Regions from separate parts of the Zea mays genome. Here region 2 is linked to region 1. Evidence: chromatin contacts called from public Hi-C data. All regions are on one chromosome and are shown on one strand. Each heading gives the region's core, a stretch centred on a gene start, on an enhancer-like site or on the middle of the called end of the contact. The rest is flanking DNA. Distances are from core to core; before and after follow the strand shown. Region 1 holds the start of LOC100286352 (oleosin Bn-V). Region 2 holds the start of LOC542337 (acidic ribosomal protein P2a-2).

Evidence for each region. A called contact is a pair of places that touch in the nucleus more often than the background predicts.
Region 2: a Hi-C map of ear shows a contact between it and region 1, with 4 times the contacts expected there. The contact joins the promoter of LOC542337 here to the promoter of LOC100286352 in region 1. A contact is called at or near these places in 4 of 25 Hi-C or Micro-C datasets (ear, endosperm, leaf and 1 more).

What each region holds. Positions count from the first base shown.
Region 1 is chr8:74,476,449-74,482,551 of Zm-B73-REFERENCE-NAM-5.0, forward strand. LOC100286352 (oleosin Bn-V) reads right to left here and starts at 4,177. Exons shown (of 1, transcript NM_001159239.1): 1 at 3,274-4,177. The coding sequence starts at 4,099. The coding sequence ends at 3,626. It overlaps LOC109941797 (protein CHUP1, chloroplastic-like), which reads right to left. Exons shown (of 19, transcript XM_023300878.1): 15 at 5,968-6,015; 16 at 5,906-5,966; 17 at 5,649-5,765; 18 at 5,614-5,646; 19 at 5,139-5,520. The coding sequence ends at 5,422. LOC100274568 reads right to left here and starts at 2,693. Exons shown (of 1, transcript XM_008657837.2): 1 at 1,465-2,693. The coding sequence starts at 2,183. The coding sequence ends at 1,710.
Region 2 is chr8:74,616,086-74,621,964 of Zm-B73-REFERENCE-NAM-5.0, forward strand. It overlaps LOC542337 (acidic ribosomal protein P2a-2), which reads left to right and starts at 4,196. Exons shown (of 4, transcript NM_001111918.1): 1 at 4,196-4,246; 2 at 4,982-5,070; 3 at 5,363-5,586; 4 at 5,784-5,879. The coding sequence starts at 4,983. The coding sequence ends at 5,810. LOC109941579 (protein ANTAGONIST OF LIKE HETEROCHROMATIN PROTEIN 1-like) reads right to left here and starts at 1,517. Exons shown (of 2, transcript XM_035961716.1): 1 at 380-1,517; 2 at 1-297. The coding sequence starts at 1,282. The coding sequence ends at 58.

The sequences.
Region 1 (6,103 bases), core at 2,927-5,426:
ACCCCGGGGGGTCCCTGGACCGATGAGTAAATTGTCGCCGCGTGCCCCAGCCCAGATGGGTCGGCGCGAGACGGAGCGCGAAAGGGGGAAACCAGAGGGAGACAGGCGTAAAGGGGAAACCCGCGGCCTTCGTGTTTGTCCCGCGCCCAGGTCGGGTGCGCTTGCAGTAGGGGGTTACAAGCGTCCGCTTGGGGGAGAGCGAGAGGCTTTTGCGCGCCGTCCCGTTCCCCCGCGCGGCCAATCTTCTTGTACGAGTGCCCTGGACCTTCCTTTTATAGGCGTAAGGAGAGGGCCCAGGTGTACAATAGGAGATGTAGCAGTGTGCTAACGTGTCTAGCAGAGAAAAGCTAGTGCCCTAAGTACATGCCGTCGTGGCAGCCGGGGAGGTTTTGGCACCCTGTTCATGTGATGTCGTGGCCGTCGGAGGACCGCTGGGGCCTTGCGGAAGGACAGCTGTCGGGGCTGTCGAGTCCTTGCTGACGTCTCCTTGCTTCCGTAAGTGGCTGAGAGCCACCGTCATCATGGAGCACGCGAGGCGCCATCATTACTTGTTTACCGGAGCGAGCCAGATGGGACGCCGGTCTTGTTCCCTGTAGCCTGAGCTAGCTAGGGGTAGGATAATGATGGCCCCCCTGTGGCGTGGTCGGTCCGAGCCCTGGGTTGGGCGAGGCGGAGGCTCCTCCGAGGTCAAGGTCGAGTCCGAGCCCCGGGTCGGGCGAGGCGGAGACCATCGTCTGAGGCCGAGGCCGAGTCCGAGCCCTGGGGTCGGGCGAGGCGGAGTTCGTCGTCTTCCGGGGCCGAGGCCGAGTCCGAGCCCTGGGGTCGGGCGAGGCGGAGCTTCCTATGGCGCCCGAGGTCAGACTTGGCTGCTATTAGCCTCACTCTGTCGAGCGGCACAGCAGTCGGAGCGACGCAGGCGGCGCTGTCCTCTTGTCAGGCCGGTCAGTGGAGCGGCGAAGTGACTCCGGTCACTTCGGCTCTGTCGACTGAGGGGCACGCATCAGGATAAGGTGTCAGGCCATCCTTGCATTAAATGTTTCTGCGATACGGTCGGTCGGTGTGGCGATCTGGCCAAGGTTGCTTCTTGGCGGAGATTGGGCCTCGGGCGAGCCGAAGGTGTGTCCGTGGCTTGAGGGGGCCCTCGGGCGAGACGTGAATCCTCCGGGGTCGGCTGCCCTTTGCCCGAGGCTGGGCTCGGGTGAGGCGAGATCGTGTCCCTTGAGTGGACCGAGCCTTGACTTAATCGCACCCATCAGGCCTTTGCAGCTTTGTGCTGATGGGGGTTATCAGCTGAGATTAGGAGTCTTGGGAGTACACCTAATTATGATTCCCAACAGTAATAATTCATGAAACATGTTGATATACTTATTATATTTATGATTCATATGCTTTATGTTCTCTTGATCCATATTGGTATGGATCAATTTGAGATCATGATTTATATGGTTAATTGTCTTTTATATGTCATCATCATAATGTTAATTTATGCAATTAAAATGATATGGAAAATGTCTATAATTTTAACACACGGTATAGTACTAGGGCGTGGATGCATGACATGTGCACATGCATCATAAAATTAGCTACTGTCGTATATAACGACGACGCTGCTGAACAGCTTGGGACGATCCTCTGAATTAATTTCTCTAGCAGTGATTAAGCGAATCAGCTCGTACGTTTTCCTCCTCCATCGGCGGTGAAATGGTGGATCACATGTCGAGCAGATGCGTGGACGACGGGATCCCCGCAGCGGGCGTACTCTTGGGCGGCAGGTGCGCGGCGGAGGAGTGGAGCATGGCGGTGAGCTCCTTGGACGCGACGATGGACTTGTACATCTCCAAGACGAGGCGCCGCTCGAACTCGGTGGGCTTGCCGGGCGCCGCGACCCGCTGCTGCTTCGCGACGGCGCCGCAGGGCAGCGCGAGTGCCGACGCCCGCCTGGCCAGAGCCAGCATGCCGCGTACGCACGCGTCCCGCGCCCGTGCCAGCGCACGCCGCGGGCCCGCCAGGAGCACGCGCACCCGCCGCCGCAAGCGTGCGCCGCCGCCGGAGCGCAGGCGCCCCACCAGCTGCCGCGCCCGGAGCTCGGTGCCGTCGTCGACGTCCGTCAGCTGGCCCAGGCGGTGGTACTTGCGGCGACGGACAGCCCGCGTGGACCGTATTGGGAACGCCTCAGCCTCCATGGGAGGGGGGTTTCAAATTCAGGCTCGGTATATATGGCTATGGCGCCGGCCGGACCCTTCATTTATGCTTATGCAATGCAAGTACGTGCGCGGCTGGTTTCTTTGGGCGGGGCACTTTCACTGCTGCTGCGAAACTAAACCCAAGTCAGAAAGAGGGGCGGAAGGCTTCAGGGAATCAGGGTTGTTGTGTACGTGGTCGGGTCCAAGACAGCATCTTGGATTGGATCATCGGATGGATGGTCAAAGTAAAATGCCGTAGCGAAATGGAACATGTCTGTCCGGTAATGGTCAACGACTTAATTGCCTCGCGAGTGTGTATGTTTTTGCGGGCGCGTTCACGTGTTTGAAACGACTAAACATGATCTGTTGCATATGTTCGCACTCAGAACATGTGTGATGTCCTGGAATGACTGTTAAATACGCGAGTACATGTATACGGTGATTACTCGAAGTAGGACTAGTAATAAAATTTAAGGATCGGACTTGTAAGCTAGAATTAATTAAGTTTTAAGCTAGAATTAATTAAGGACTCAATCAATTTGTGAGGAAATATTCGGGTTGTGATCTATTATTCTATTACTAACTCTATTCAGGAGCAACGACGGGACGGGGAAGACTGGATGAGAAAATTTACATGTAGTGACAGGGTACAACTAATTAAATAGGTCGGACTATATTGGTCGAGCATTTTAGCTCAGCACATGTACTGCATGTCACCACAATAACCATACTAAGTCAGTCTGAGGTCCATAATAAGTCGTGCTTGGGTTCACGAGACACGACCATTTATGCGGTCTACGTACCTTAGATCACTGATGTCACTCTGATCGCCCTTTAACACCCCAAAGGGTAATTAAAAGACTACAGAGATTATAGCATGTGGCACACTAGATACACACATGACACAACCTTCTGTATGACACTTGTTATGCATCGTACGGGGACCACGCTATGCCAACTCCAGTTTTGGGATGGAGCAACCTCGGGAGGTGAGTACATACGTCGGATTGTATAGATGATTCAGCACAGAGAACAAAAATCCTAGGCATTATCTGCAACTGTTTGCAGAAGAAAGGTTGCCATCATTCTGTTCGACGAAAACTGAGCAAGGTTACCTATATATATTCTTTTCAACAACAATTAGTTGTTTTAAGGTTGTGAGAAAGACCATGAACACGAGTCTCTTATGATTTAACTAATGACCTAATTACACCAAGCGAAAGATCAAATTGCGCCAAGAGATCGAAATGAACAGCATCTCCTAGAGAAAGCAAGCAAGAGGACCAGAAATTGCTTGACAACACGGGCGGGGGATGATTGGAGCAGAGTACGCACACGCAATGCAAGAGGAACTAAGACGACGACGACGACAGCAATGATGACCTATAGCTAGCGGCACCACGGACGGGGGTTGCAGCACATGCACGCCGGGCGGCGCGCGCCTACGCGCCGGGCGCGGCGTCCTTGGCGCGGGTGCGCAGGTATCCGCCGTACTCGCGCGCGTAGTCCTTGACGTGGCTGGCGGTGTCGGCGATCCGGCTGCGCGCGTAGTCCACCCGGTCGGCGCCCACGGGGTGGCGGCCCGTGAAGTAGCGGTACATCCAGGTGGCCACGGGGAGCGCGGCGGCGGCGAAGGCGCAGGCGGAGAGCGCGGCGGCGACGATGGCGGAGATCACGACGGCGACGGGCACCCAGATGGGGCTGGTGAGCAGCGCGATGGGGCCCAGGAAGACGAGCGCCACCACGGCGCCCGTCAGCGTCACCCCCGTCAGCAGCAGCAGCACGGCGCCAGAGACGAGCAGCGTCAGGAACCCCACCACCTGCGTCGAGTTGGGCGCGCGGGTCTGCACCCGCCGCAGCAGCGTCGCCGGGTCCTCCACGCCGCTGCCAGGCCCATGCTGATGCCGGTCTCCCATGCTCGCTGTGCTGTGGCCGCCTTTGAGGGGAGTCCGGTCGGCGGTGGCGATCGGGTATCTCTCTGTCTTGTTGTGGCTGCTGGGAAATGGCGGGGAGGAGTATAAGGCGCGGAGAGGGACGTGCCCGCGCCGGCACGTGTCCGGGCGCCGCGCGTGCATGCGCGACGTGTGCCTCGCTCCCGCCCGGGCCGACCAACGGACGTGCTGCCTCGCTCCCGCGGCAGCTGCTGGCGGCCGTGCGTTTCTTCTCTCACTGTACGCGCTCTTCGGATCATGGCGCAGACACGGCTTAAAATTAACATGGCTCTTGTGGTCGTAGAACATAACACCGAGTTTTAAGTCGTGTGGTGTGGTGTCGACCACGCGCATGTGAATTAACATGAAAATACACTTTGTTTACCTTCTTCACTAGTATGTGCTAGGTGGGTAGGATCCTGGTTTGGCTTCGTGGGCTTGATGATAAAATTCGTTCTCAGACACGCCAAAGAGATGGGCCCAAACAATAAGCTCACAGAGTCACAAACGTTGTGGCCTAGATAAGGCCCAAGTAAACACGATTCACGGTCACGGCGACCCCGTCTGCCGTTTGGATTCCCCGGCAAGCGGCGGCGGCCGGAACCGGAACCCACGCGACGGCGACACTGGCACCGCGCTCGGAGGCGCTGGAGCCAGCCCCCTCCCCGGAGACTAGTAGGTGGCCAGCTCGCCACGGCCAACCACTGGAACTGTTCGGTTCCACTTCGGCGTTCAGGTGGAGCTCTCCGCCACAACCTCGACTGTCTCCGTTCAGGTGGACTTTTGTCTTGATATATGCTTCTTCAAGTCAGATCTGCTGTTCTAGCACTGTATGTGCGTGGGTGGTAACTGGTAACGGGTCAATTTCTTCAAAGTATCGAATGCGGTGAGGCACAAAGTAATTTTTTTTTCTTTTAACAAAGACGGCAAGGTTCATTCAGACGAATTATCTCCATGGGTACCGGACTAACCGAATGGACGCTTTTGACATTTTATTAGTAGTATATGCGTAGCAACAAAAACATGCCCAAGTGATTCATTTTCTGGAGCTGCCTGTTTACAGTTACAGCCTTTAAAATGAAAAGGTATACACTTGAGCTAAAACTGTTATATGCATGAACATAACCTGTCCTGCCCTTACTTTCATAAAAAATAAATGAACATAACCTGATGACTTGTATTCTCTTAGCATATACAACTTGCTTGACACCACACTGGAATTTAAACTTCTCTTTTGTACACAACTAAAAATCAGTATCCAGCAAGTAAGACCAGATGTGTGTTGAATCCTGTGTTCAACTCATGCTTCAGCCTTCAGATATCTGTGGAGCAGATTTATGTGTACTCATCTTGCTTCTTAGCTCTTCAAAAGCTTTCATGCTTTCTGCATCAAATCCCCCAGCAAACTGCAGAAGGTAGATGAATAAGTTACTGATTCGAAATATTCATATCACCTGTGAAGTACCTGGGTTCTGAAAATATTGGCGTGAGGATTTTACCTGATGAACACGGAAAGAGAACCTCACACCCTGCCACCCTGGAGAAGCAAAAACTCTCTATTGGGCTCTTTCTCAGTGCCTTCCAACGCATCAAGTTCTGATGCAACCCTCTTCATATACTTGTTCGCAAGCTGAACAGATGCCAATTTGATATATCCAACATGCAAATAAATTATTGAGTTCATTTAGGTGCATACTCTGAGTAAAATCATACCCACCTTCATAAGGAATTAAAAATGCATGTTTTTAACACATGTTTGGCGAAATTGGAGTGTATGCTAGAGATGCACACCTTGCCAACTACTCCGGAATCAGACAACCAGTCAACTGGGATCCCATACTCCTTGTAGCGTGAGGGACATGTCTCTTGTACGGAGTAGTGCATAGACACACTGCTCCACTCTGGCATAAGTATTGATGCTAGTTAGTACAATGAAACCATCACTTTTGAGTAAAATTATGTTCATCACATACATATCTTGAACCAGGC
Region 2 (5,879 bases), core at 2,946-5,445, 140 kb after region 1:
AAAACACAAACACAAAAAATCATAAATGACAAAGACATAGAAAACAGAAGCATACAACTATGAGCTTTGACCACGCCTCGCTTGATAATCAACAAACATTTCACTAGCTTTGGTGTCTCTAAAATTACCCCACTCATTAGTTGATTGAACATGCGTAATCAGACTCATTTCTCCTTGATTTTCAGCAGGAGCAGCAGAGATGAGACTATCAACTTCATGTATTAGAATATCGTCCATATCTCTTTGTCTATCTCTTAAAAAATTATGCAATATGCAGCAAGCATGGATGATCCTAATCTACATAGAATAATATGGCTAAGTCAATACACAATTTTAAAACTAACGATTGAATTTTAATTGAATACCTACTATGTTATACCTGGTTTTCTAAATCAAAATATGAGCTGGTCCTCAAGATTGCCCATCTCATCTTCAATAGCCCAAAAGTTCTCTCTATCACATTCCTAGCCGTTGCATGGCGTAGGTTGAATAACTCTCTCGCAGTAGATGGATTGTTGCCTTGAATAGCCCATTCATTCAAGTGGTACCGTGTAGATCGGTACGGGGCAAGAAATCCCGGACCATTTGTATATCCATCATCCACTAGATAGAATTTACCACTAGGAACAACAAATGAGTCCTCCCGTGACATGGCATCACGTAGTATGCGTGAATCCGAAGCCGACCCTTCCCATCCAGCCAAGACATACAAAAACTTCATTTGTCGATCACAAACCCCTAATACATTAGTGGTGATTCGTTGCTTCCTATTTCTATACCTACCTTGGTCATTCAATGGAACATTCACATCGATATGTGTGCCATCTAGTGCACCTAGACAATCCTCAAACCATTTCCACTTTGGATCCTCAGGTAGAGTGGTTTCTGGATTAGGAAGCTTGATGAACTCATGACTTAAAAATAGAATCCCTCTAAGCACTTCGTTGAAGTGTCGACTGATTGGTTCAAGGGACCACCCATAAGTGCTACGGATCAACCTCATTTTGGTGTTATGACCTACTATAAGCAGAAAAATTGCAAGCTTTTCTTCTACCGACACATTTAAGGTATCCTGTAGGCCACTCTTTTCCCGTAAGATGGCACTCAAGTCACTAAAAGATCTCTTAGTTAGGCGCAAACTGTCATAGCAATAGACATTTGAACCCTGGTACATATTACGTAGCATTTGTTTTCTAGACTCGACATTTCTCTCTTGAACTTCGTTAGCATCTACGATGTGTCTAGGTCTCCTCCATTGATACCGGTTTGCAATAATAGCCATAATAGACACAGCTAATACAACAACTCTCTTTCGCTTCTTTCTCTTCCTTTTAATTTCCTCCTCGTTAGTATATTGAGTTGATATCTAGAACAAGTAATTTATATGCAATTAGACATGCTAGTTGAAAGCAAAATGCTCTACTCAAGAATAAAAACACTACTAGTAGGAGCACAAGGTGGAATAGGAGAAGTACCGATGTAGCCATGGAGATTGAAAGATTTGTTCGAGGTAGCTAGATGAAACTTGAGACGGCAAATCCCAAAACAGCGAGTTGTTTTAACACTCCTGCAAATGATTTGTTGGAGGTAGTTAGACGAGACTGCAAAAAAACTTTGTTGGAAACATCACTTAACACACAAAAGAAGAAAAAGTAGATTCCTGAACAGCAGTAGCACATCTCTGTTGATCACATAGGTTTCAAGTGAGGGAGTTCAGAAGATATCAGAACAACAGACAAGTAAAAAATCCATTTGTCTTTTCCTTCCCTTCCTATTTCCATTTGTCTTTTCAAGCAGGCGCCCTTAAAAATGGACAGGAACCAAATATCCACACAGATTATTTATGCCCTCGGACAAAGCTACATTACAGTCTCCCCGATCGAAGCAAACTAATGGAACAAATGCTAGTAAATGACAGCCTGCAAGCTAAGGTACGAACTATGTCTGCACGATTATAACTATCAATAGTGGATTTAATTCTATGTATGAAGTGGTAACTATATCCTCCCCTGCATGATTGACCAACCAATAATTGATTACAAGGACCAGCCAAACAGCCCTCGCAGTCAGTTCCAGTTCATAGGCAGTTCAGACTTCAGACTACCTCTGATCTGCTAATGCCTTCCCGTCATAAGAGTTCAGAGCAACGTAATAATGTACCCTTAAGACTGATGGTGAAGAATAACAAGAACATGTTATCAAGAAGCACTTTTTATGTTTGACGACACCCGTAAAACAACACGTTGCGCCGGAGAAAGTCGGCATTGACCATCAACGGATTACCAATGCGCCTGCCTAGTTGCTAAATTTCTGATGCTGCTGCTACTAGGAGTAGGACATGCATGCAACTCATGATGGATGTACACGTATTCCGGTCGTGTACCTACGACCTACGTAGGAGTACGATCTAGCATGCTCTGGAGCAAGAATTGGTTGGTGAGGAATAAACACTAGTACCTACCAAGGCAGCAAGAGGACCAGGAATGATATGATATACGGACCGTGTGTGTGTGACCTGTGATGTGATGTCATAGGGGGTCGGCATTCGCATACACCAGCGCTACAAAGGCGCGAAACGATCCAATTCATTCCCGCTACAGAGATGAAACGATTACCCCCTATCCTTGCTCGGAATTAATCACGCGGCAAAATATTTTCAGATGCGACGGCGAAGATTTTCAGGGGAGAATGGATCAGCAGAGAACTCACCCAAAGAACAGGGGAAACAGAGTCGGGCGAGGCTGCGATGGCTGCCTCCGTGTGACTTGGAGTGGAGCGGCGGATTGGAGCAGAGCGATGCCGCGAGCAGGGAGCGAGGCGGCGTGAGCGGCGAGCGATGCTGCGAGCGGAGCGGGACGGCTAACCCTAGCCACTTTCTGACGCTTTCCGATGGGTGATGGTCTGAAATGAGACAAGCCCAAATTTTCAGGGATGGGAAATGGGCTGAAATGGCCAATTCAATTCTAAGGGGATTTAAACAGGCCGAGACATGGAATTTAATTCAATTTGGACCAATTCTAGGGAACCAAACGGGCTGTAATTACCAAGCAAATCTGACTAATTAATACAGAAATTTGCAAGATCAAATCCATGAAACGAACAAACTCTGCATTCAGAACTGTGCTCTTGCCTGAATAGCCACTCTGTTGCACACTATTTTGCTTCTTGGGCGATTGATTTGTTGCACTTTGAGCTATGGTGTCTTCAGTTTGTGAAAAGGAAATAAAGCTTTACCAAGAAATATAGACACATGCATTCTGGTTATACACACGCTTCTATGTTGCCTATCAAAACTTTAATAATCAGATATTTTCATATTTGGAAATGAAGCTAGTCAGAGCTGAACCAAAACATTTTATCTGCATTTTTTCTGACCCTAATAAAAAACCATTTACAATTGCTGCACAAGAAATCATGCAAAACCAAATCAACTTGACCCTCGGCATGTGATTGTTGTGAATCATCTCCGATGCTATGAGAACAATACACAGGAGATAATTACCTTTTTTCGCTGTTAGGAGATAATTTTCTTTTTTGTCCGAGGAGCAATACAGCATGGAGCCAAACACACAACACAATACTCCCGCATATTTTCTATTAGTTGTCGTTTTAGTTAAGATTTAAATTAAATTTATAAAATTTGACTACAAATAACTATTTATTATGTAGTTCTAAAATATAATATTTGTATACACCGATTTATCTTAATAAATACTTTATAAAATTTAAAATATATTATGAGTTTATTTATATTTAAAAAAATATTGATCAAAATTATATTTTAGATACCGTGTCTCTATTATAAATATAACTAATGCTAGTCTTGTCCAGACAGTAGCTGGTCGGCATCTGTGACATCCTCGGATTCCGGACTTTGCCGCCCGGCGCTTCGCGGAGGCCGCTGAGGTAGCTCATGAAAACGGTAGTTTTTGGCCCGGACGGCCGGCCTAATGGGCTGCAGATCGGGTCTAGCCCAAATAACATGCGATGTCTGGACCGGCCAGTGAAGACAATATGCCCCACTGAAGCCCAGAAGCTACCTAAACTCCCAGCCGTCTCCTCCGCATGCGAAAACCCTAGCAGCTCCGCAGTCCCTCTCCTCTCGAGGTGGCGGCGCTCCCTCCTGTTTTCCTCTTCTTCTTCCTGTACTATATAGCCTCCCCTCGCAAATCGTCACTGACGAGTGATGTCATTCCGCTTGCTTGATTGTTCCAGATATTCGCAGTTGACCGGGTCCTCGGAGCACGTAAGTTCCGAATCTTCGCTTCTTCTTGTGATAGTGTTTCGAGTTGCCTCATGTTTACCTTGAGTCGTCTTCCGGCTCGCCACATGGTCAAGGCGCGTCGCCGTCGATGCCCGCTTGATTCCACCGTCAGCCAGATTTTTCTGGCTCGATTGTACCTGCGACGTAGTGTGGAGATGAGACGCGGAGGTGGCGCCGGATGCTAGGGAACGGGAACTAGATACGGTCCCTGCTACTGTGGTGGATGCGCTGGTTTCTCATATTGGGATTTAAATGAATCCTTGATCTATTTATAACATGCCTTGACCGCTTGTTGACTTATATCTCTAGTTGAGGAGGGCCTTGTTAAGATTTGCTCTGGTCCATGAGCGTGCATGTTTACTTGTTGTGGTCTGTAGTACGCATTCACCAAGTAAATTTGGTGTTTTCACCGTAGATACTGGTCTCTATGCTCTTCTGTTTGGTTGTCCGTTAAGCCTGTTGGTATTTTTTCTGGTGCTTCAGTATGTCCTGCTGTCTGACACCTTCAACATAACTGTTGTTATCATACATTAGTGCTTGAGCATTTCTTTGGATTCTAGCAGACAATAGATTCAAGGTACTCTGGTAATTTGATTTTTAGGTTGATTTGCTTTAGTTCCTTGGGTCAGTTGCTTTACCATTTTATTACCTGACCTCACTGTCATGTAGCTAAAGAGTTGAAGTAACTGATACGATGATTTTTGATGGCTTGAGCAGGATGAAGTTTGTTGCTGCCTACTTGCTTGCTGTCCTCGCTGGGAACGCCAGCCCCTCCGCTGAGGATTTGACTGCCATTCTGGAGTCAGGTAATTTCATTTAACTGTCATTCCAATGGATAACTCTTGTTACTATTAACTCTGCTTTGGTTTATGGAAAAGACACAATTCTGACAATAGCATTACCTGCTTCTTGAAAGTAGGGTTTTTATGTTTAACTAGAAGTTAACAATTATTTAGCACAATTGGTTTGATTGGTATTCATCACAATAGTGGTCCTGTATTCACTGATTTAGTGTTCTGCTCTTCTGGTTGTACTTGGCCGCATGGCTCATGTAGCAAAAGCATCTAATGCAATCATTCTTACTTGTTCATGTTGCAGTTGGCTGTGAAGTTGACAATGAAAGGATGGAACTCCTGCTGTCCCAACTGAGCGGTAAGGACATCACCGAGCTCATTGCCGCGGGCAGGGAGAAGTTTGCTTCAGTCCCATGTGGTGGCGGTGGTGTCGCTGTTGCGGCAGCTTCACCTGCTGCTGGCGGAGCTGCTCCTACAGCTGAGGCAAAGAAAGAAGAGAAGGTGGAAGAGAAGGAAGAAAGCGATGATGTAAGATCGTTGTTCTCCAATTCTGGCTGCACATTTTTCCCTATCAGAGCAGCAGTAATAAATTACTCTGTTCTGGTATTATGAATATACTACTTTCAATTCATCTTGATATCATGGCCACCGATTCTTTTATACTGTTGTTTCCTTTGCTGTCGACACATCCAGAGATTTTATCATGTTAATTATCTTTTATGCAGGATATGGGCTTCAGCCTCTTCGACTAGGCTGCACAGTCATCACAGTATTGTTTCGGGCAGTGAAACCAGAGGAAAACCAGAGTCATGTTTAGATTT